Linked DNA regions of Zea mays: region 2 is linked to region 1. The links are chromatin contacts, called in public Hi-C maps. All regions are on one chromosome and are shown on one strand. The core of a region is the stretch at or near the end of the contact, and the rest is flanking DNA. Distances in the headings are between cores, read along the strand shown.

Region 1 (3,485 bases), core at 566-3,065:
TTTTTGGACAATCTGGAACCACATAAATGGATGTGTTTTTGACAGACACTGTCCAAGCATAGTGCTTGCTTTTAAAAGTCTAGATGATGAGAAAGTGCTTTGGGAGTTGGCAGGGGCTAAAAACCTCTCCCTCCTCTTGGCTCCAGTCCCAGGCGTGAGTAGTCTCTTTAGTTCTTAATGGAACCCTTTTTGTATGGTGTTTTCTGGCCACCGTGAGGTGCCTGTAGTTTGTATTGGCTGTTCTGGTCTAATTTGGACCTTGTTTTTCTTCTTAGTATAATGATACGCAGCTCTCCTGCGTGTTCGAAAAAAGTAAACATACTGCTAGATGCATAAAATACAGTTGACTAAGCATTACCATAAAAACAACATTTAAGAGCCAAAATCTAGTACCAACAAGCAGAGAACAAAGGCATAAAAGTTAAAAACAGAGGCAAATAGAACTAACCTGTGCATCTCAGAACAAAAGTAAAGAAGAGAAAGCTTTCCAGAATCTGAAAGGACAACCAGAAGATCTTTGCATTCTATCTGAAAAGATCAACAATTAATTAATCACTCACTTCCAAACACAATTAGACACAGATGTGTTGTGTACAAAAGAACATTGAAAAGATTGCGGACTGTAGTGAGAAGGAAAAGTACCTGTGGAATTAAACCATTATGTCTAGAGTGCCATTGCAATACACCAATATCTTTTATAATCCCAAAAATGTCTTGTTCACATATTGACTGTAAAACACCATCATCACCAACAGCAACCAACTCCAGTGAAGTTTCCTGAAGCAGAACCCCAGTTACATGAAACAGGGAACATGAACCAGCAAACGCATTATGTAAATTGTAAAATTGATAGAAGATGTCGTCTGTCATCTTGGCTCAGAGCCTTATAGTCATCGGCTGTGGAATTGAGGTTATCGGAGTTTTGTCTATTGGCGGTGCAATATTCAGCGACCATCCACCACCCTCAGTTCTAGGAGCTGTAGCTTGGTTGCTTCTCTCTGTGGTTGTTAGTGATTGTTGTTCTATTGTATGTGGTTTTGCTTGTGCTCTCTTTCTGGCCTTTCTTGCTTTGTAACTATGGGCTCATGACCCAATTTGTAACTACCATTACAGGCTTTTGACAGAAACTGTGGTAATGAAAAGGTGGGGATAGTTCATCCCCCGGTGATCTCACAAAAAAATCCATCTCTCCTGTGAAAGTGTGGGGAGCAAAGCAAACCTTGGCGAGGACGACGTCCGCGGAGTCGGGCGAGCGGAAGCAGCCCTCGGCGACGTGGAGCACGGCGCTTCCCCGGAGCACCCGCTTGGCGATGTAGTGGGTGGCGTCCGCGGTAGACGTGGACGCGGATGTCGACGCGGAGGTAGAGGGCCCCGAAGAGGACGCCGCCGCCGCCGCAGAGGCGTCGCCGGCGGTGGATGGCTTCATCCGCAGCCTCTGCAAGGGTTAGGGTTTGGTTGGTTGATTCAGACACGTGATCTCGCCTAGCCGAAGGACGGAGCCTCTGGATTCTGGCTCAGGGAGAACGAGGCCAAGTTAAACTAGCGGATCCAGCAGCGAACTAGCGACGCCGCTGAGCGGAACCAAACCAACAAACCAAACAGGCAACAAAAGTTGAAAATGGGATCATACCTACCAATAGTAAATGATTTCTATTCTATCCTAACATAATAATAATTTACACGAATTCAGTACGACATTATCCCCTAGTTCCCAATATGTTATTATAGGTCTTGAAACCAAACGAGTCGAGTCGAGCCGAGCCGAGCCGAGTCGAACCGATGAGTGTAGAAAACTGGGAGACGCCTAGGAGGGGGTGAATTAGAACTTCCAAAACTTTCACTTAAACTAGATCACAAATAATTCTTTAGAGCAAAACTTATGCAAATAATCAAACTAGAATGTGCAAGCTAGGTTTTGTCTAAGTGTTGTTATCTCTACCGCAATGGTTAAGTTTCAATCTACATTATATAAGTATGAATACAAGATTGAAACTTAAATGTTTAATATAAATGCGGAAACTTAAATAGTAAGGTAGAGATGCAAACTCTCGTGGATGACGCCGGTATTTTTACCGAGGTATCCGGAACCACATAATGTCCCGACTAATCTTCGTTGGTGTCCCTACGCAAAGGGAAGCCCACGCGAGGGCCAAGCACCTCGATCGAGTAACTCCGTAGCTGCGGGCCTTCTCCACGCGCAAGTGGTGCTCCGCTTCCGGCTCCTCTCGGACGCTCCCCGTCGTCTCCACTATCGAGCTTCCGGCCGAAAACGTCGCGGGCCTCGTTCCCTCCGGTATACGGTGGCGGTCGTGACACAAACGCGGTTGTCATGGTCTCGCAAGACTCTTGCCCCACTCGGTACAATTACAACGGCTCGCGCAAGAGACGAGTGGTTGTTTGGTTTATCTAAACTCACTCAACTAACTAGGATTCACCTAGAGCAAGCGCTAGAGCGGTCTAACTAACCTAAGCACTTCGCAAAGCACCTACGCTAATCAACAAGTGATTCTATTAAGCACTTGGGTGTATGAGCTCTTGGAAATGTGAACTATGTGCCTTGGTATGTCTCTTGGGCTCCCACACCTGGAAATGACTGGTTGGGGTGTATTTATAGAGCCCCAACACAAAACTAGCCGTTGGAGGAAAGATGTTGCTTTCTGTGGTGCACCGGACAGTCCGGTGGGATCACCGACAGTCTGGTGCCCTTGTCCGGTGCGCCTAGTCGTTAGGTCTGTCAGAGCAGGTGACCGTTGGCGCGTAGACTTTATACACCAGACAGTCCGGACTTCACACCGGACAATCCGGTGGTCTTCCCTCCACGGTGTCACCTGGAACTAGCCGTTAGGGCTACTATTCCTGGTGCATCGGACAGTCCGGCGTGAGGCACCGGATAGTCCGCAGGCAACACTTGATTCTTCTCTTGGACTTCACTTGATCTTCTTAATGTCTTCTTTTGAGGTGTTGCTTTCCTCAATATCTTGGTCCAAGTTAGTCTGGTGCGCCAGTCTACAGCACACTCAATTCTTTGCTCCGGTTTATTTTTGTCCCTAACTTGAATCTTTTATTAGTTTGTGTTGAACCTTTTTGCACATGTAAAACATGTATTCTAGAGCAAACTAGTTAGTCCATTTATTTGTGTTGGACATTCAACCACCAAAATTAATTGTGGGAAAAGGTAACCCTATTTCCCTTTCAATCTCCTCCTTTTTGGTGATTGATGCCAACACAAACCAAAGCAAATATATCAAGTGCAGAAATGAACTAGTTTGCATAAGGTGAGTGCATAGGTTACTTGGAATTTAAACCAATCTATAATTTCACTAGATATGAGTGGATTGCTTTCTTCTACTTAGTATATTGGACCACATTTGCACCACTTGTTTTGTTTTTGCAAATTCTTTTGTAAAAATCTTTTCATAGTCTTTTGCAATTAGTCAAAGGTATATGAATAAGATGGCAATAAGCATTTTCAAGATTTGAAATTT
Region 2 (3,485 bases), core at 662-3,161, 250 kb after region 1:
GGCCTTCCTGCGGCCAGGGACGCCTGGGGTGCGGGGGGGGGGGGGGGGGGGGGGGGGGGCGGAGCCCCCGTGGTACGGATCGTTTTAGGGTTTCACCTCTATAAATATCTTTGTAAGCCGCAGGAGATAATTATCTCAATTGTAAATCTCCTGCGATCTGTAACCACTCGAAAATAGTGAGAAGTTGCTGGTCGGCGCCCGTGGTTTTTTTTCCTTCGCTTTATAGGGGTTTTCCACGTTAAATCCGTGTCTTCTCTGTGATTGATCCTCTTTGTGTCGTATTTATTTATAACAATCAATTACTCACTCATCCTCCAAAAGAGACATGGAACAGAACTATGTGCTACGGATTGTTTGTGCATAGTCGTCCCATTCATCCTATTATAAATAAATTGTTTTCTAAGACTGTCTCCAGTAATGTCCTCTATATTCATCCTCTATATCCGTCCTTTATAGTCTCCTCTAAAAGATTCTATCCTCTATATCTCCTTCATCTCCAACAACGTCCTCTAAATTACCTTCTCTATACTCAAATACCTATATTAGAGACATTTTTTATTTTTATTTTTTGTACACACGTATTTGTTATACTCTAAAATGTATTGTACATATTTTAGTTTTGTTAAACCGATTATTTAAAGTATTCAAATGGATAGAGGACCGTTTAGAGAAACTCTATATATAGAGAATCCAGCAGGGTTCTCTAAATTTAGAGAACCGTTTAGAGGACGCTGCTGTAGAGTGTAGAGGATCATTTGATCCTCTATATTTAGAGTAGAGGACTCTTTTTAGGGTTCCTTGCTTGAGCCAGCCTAAACTGACATGGTTTGCTCCGAGCACAAGGACTTCTTCAACAGTATTTTTTGAACGGAAAGCTTATTACATCCTAAAATTGCTAACCTTTTGTTTTTGAAAGAAAAGCTTATCCTGTTCGTTGCATCTTGCCACATGTTGAGAAAAATAACTAGTATTCAAAATAACAAATGGGATTTCTCGACCTTGCTCCATGCACGCCCCCCCCCAACTTGTTTGATTTTCAACAATTACAATGGCCTTTTCTTTCCCTTGTTTCGCTGTCGCTAGTTATGATGTCGCATCACTTCACTTCTGCGAGCCACACACAAACTGGTGTTGGTGAAGTTGTTTCGTGTGCCGGGACAGTGATGGATCACAGAAAACTTTGAACTTTCTTACACTAGTCTGGACCAGACCGATGGTGAACTGATGGTGCTGCTAGCTAGGGGCCTGTCAATGCTAAGCATCATCACCAGCATTTAATTACCTGACCAGTGATTATAGTGAGTGAATCATGTGTGGATTGCATTTTTTTTTTTTGCTTGCATGCTAAGCCGAGTAGTTTGTGTTTCCTTGCTATTACACGGCGTTCTAGAATCATATCAAAGAATAAAGACCTTCGCTGGTTCACATCTGGACCTTTCACTTTTTTTTATGGATGAATCTGTTTGAACCTTTTTACTCTTCTCTGTTTTTGTTCTGTCGCTGCCCTGTTGAAAGAATATAAAAAATCTCACAACCTTAGTCCTTACACGTAAATGGTAACTTAGAAGTAACTATATTTTCTCTATTCCTTGATAGATCAACTCCTAGAGTTTCCTCAAGTCGAACTTCTTTGTATCTGACAAAAATCTATAAAAAAAGAGCACAGATATATAAAAAAACTTATTCCAAAAATATATTTTATTCTGAGTCTAATAGTACTGGTTTGATGTCATAAATCTTTGCTTTTTTCTATCAATTTAATCAAACTTATTGTTTTTTTAAAAGAAAAATAATTTATTCAGATAGAGAGAGTATGTACAACAAGGGACGGCTATTCACTTGTCTGCATCTCATCAGCAGGACAACATTTACGTTTTCTTTGCTATTACACAACATCCTTCTTTTCTGAACGAACTATCACACAATATTCTAGAAGAACAATCCAAGAAAGGACAGAGACCCTAGCTAGCTTGCTGGTCGAGAAGAATCGATCAACGTGATCGAACCTTTTCGATTGCCCCCCTCGGTTTCTGTTTGGTAGCCGTATGTTTTTTGATTTTTTCTGATCAGCTTTTTTAAGAATTTGGTTGTGGAGTGAATATAGATGTAGAAATAATCTGAGTATACATGCGAAAAAAGATAAAGTGATCCAAATGATTCAAGATCTAGAAAACGATGGATTCCTACTGTCTAGAAATATACTATTGCAGCTTATTAGAAGTTAGAACTTAGAAGTGCTTAGAAGCACATTGAACTTTATTACCAGCCCAAGACCTCGTGTGTTCCTGCGATAATATAACTCATCTTATCGACGACAGATTATTTTATACAAGCCGGGACGGCCGTTCAGTTGTTTGTACTTGTACCTCTTGAAGAAGCATCAAGAGCACCACGTCACGCATTCTTTTCTGCCTCTCGAAGAAGAAGCCGATGCGTCTTGGTCAAGGGCTGTACGCATGTGTGTACACAACACACCGACAACAAAACAAGAGCAGCAGCTAGCATACCGACAGCACAAGTAGGCAACATCGAAAAGGTATGGGCTAGCTACTAGCCTGAGTGCAATATCTATTCAAAAAGGTTAATGATTACTAGAAGCAAATTAGCGACTATTGGTATGTCTGTCCTTGTTTGGAAGAGTATCACTTACAAGAATTATGTCTTCGGTTTGCTTCACCATAAAACAACTTCAACAAATTGTTGAGGTGAGTTCAAGAAATGTTTGTCTTGCACACGGATTCTAGCTTCTATAATACAATTGATTTATGTGAACTTCCTTGATTACATTTGATAATTAGTGGGCTGTCACAGGAGAACCGAAGTATGTTGTGTAACCGGTGCATGGTGGGTAATTTTCGCGAGGTATGAAAACAGTGTTTGTGAAACTCCCCTTAAGGAGCCTCATAAATTTTATGAAGCTTGCCTCTAGTTTATTTATTTTCCAAAACTAAAGTTTATGGAGCTAGACCTGTTTAGATGGAGGAAGCCGGAAGAAACCCTAAAGCCCTCCCAAACAGGCCTTAATAATTTCGCTATCACCCCGTTTGGATCTCAGTATTGGAGCGTAGAATTCAGAATCGGTACTGTCTCAATGAATATTAGTGTTTGGTTAGCAATGGAATTCAAAGATGGAAATGTACGTCAATTCCACAAGCTATTTACACCATACGCGCGTGCCCCCCACTAGTACACAGAAGCTCTATAGTGGCGGTTCTAAACATATTTACACTGGCGTTTTTCAGTACCGCCAGTGCTAGGGGTCAGTGGAAATCAGCATTTCCACTGGCGGTTATTTTGGAACCGCCAGTGAAAAGTGCATTTTCACTGGCGGTTTTCTTAAGGAACCGCCAGTGAAAAGTGCATTTCCACTGGCGGCTGAATAAAGAAAACCGCCAGTGAAAATGCATTTCCACTGGCGGTTTTATAAAGCAAACCGCCAGTGGAAATGCACTTTTCACTGGCGGTTTTCTTTATTCAGCCGCCAG

What was found. A called contact is a pair of places that touch in the nucleus more often than the background predicts.
Region 2: a Hi-C map of leaf shows a contact between it and region 1, with 7 times the contacts expected there. The contact joins the enhancer-like site here to the promoter of LOC103632101 in region 1. A contact is called at or near these places in 6 of 25 Hi-C or Micro-C datasets (bundle sheath, ear, leaf and 2 more).

Annotation. Positions count from the first base shown.
Region 1 is chr7:17,485,796-17,489,280 of Zm-B73-REFERENCE-NAM-5.0, forward strand. It overlaps LOC103632101 (splicing factor 3B subunit 3), which reads right to left and starts at 1,816. Exons shown (of 15, transcript XM_008653953.3): 1 at 1,220-1,816; 2 at 643-777; 3 at 449-528. The coding sequence starts at 1,426.
Region 2 is chr7:17,731,435-17,734,919 of Zm-B73-REFERENCE-NAM-5.0, forward strand. No RefSeq gene overlaps it. Among protein-coding and RNA genes, the nearest start is that of LOC103632102, 10 kb to the left of the region's middle. Within about 2 kb of position 1,912, at least 9 of the 20 cell types and tissues checked have an H3K27ac peak or open chromatin away from gene starts, as enhancers often do. A contact at or near this core is called in bundle sheath, leaf and leaf mesophyll, where this site is marked.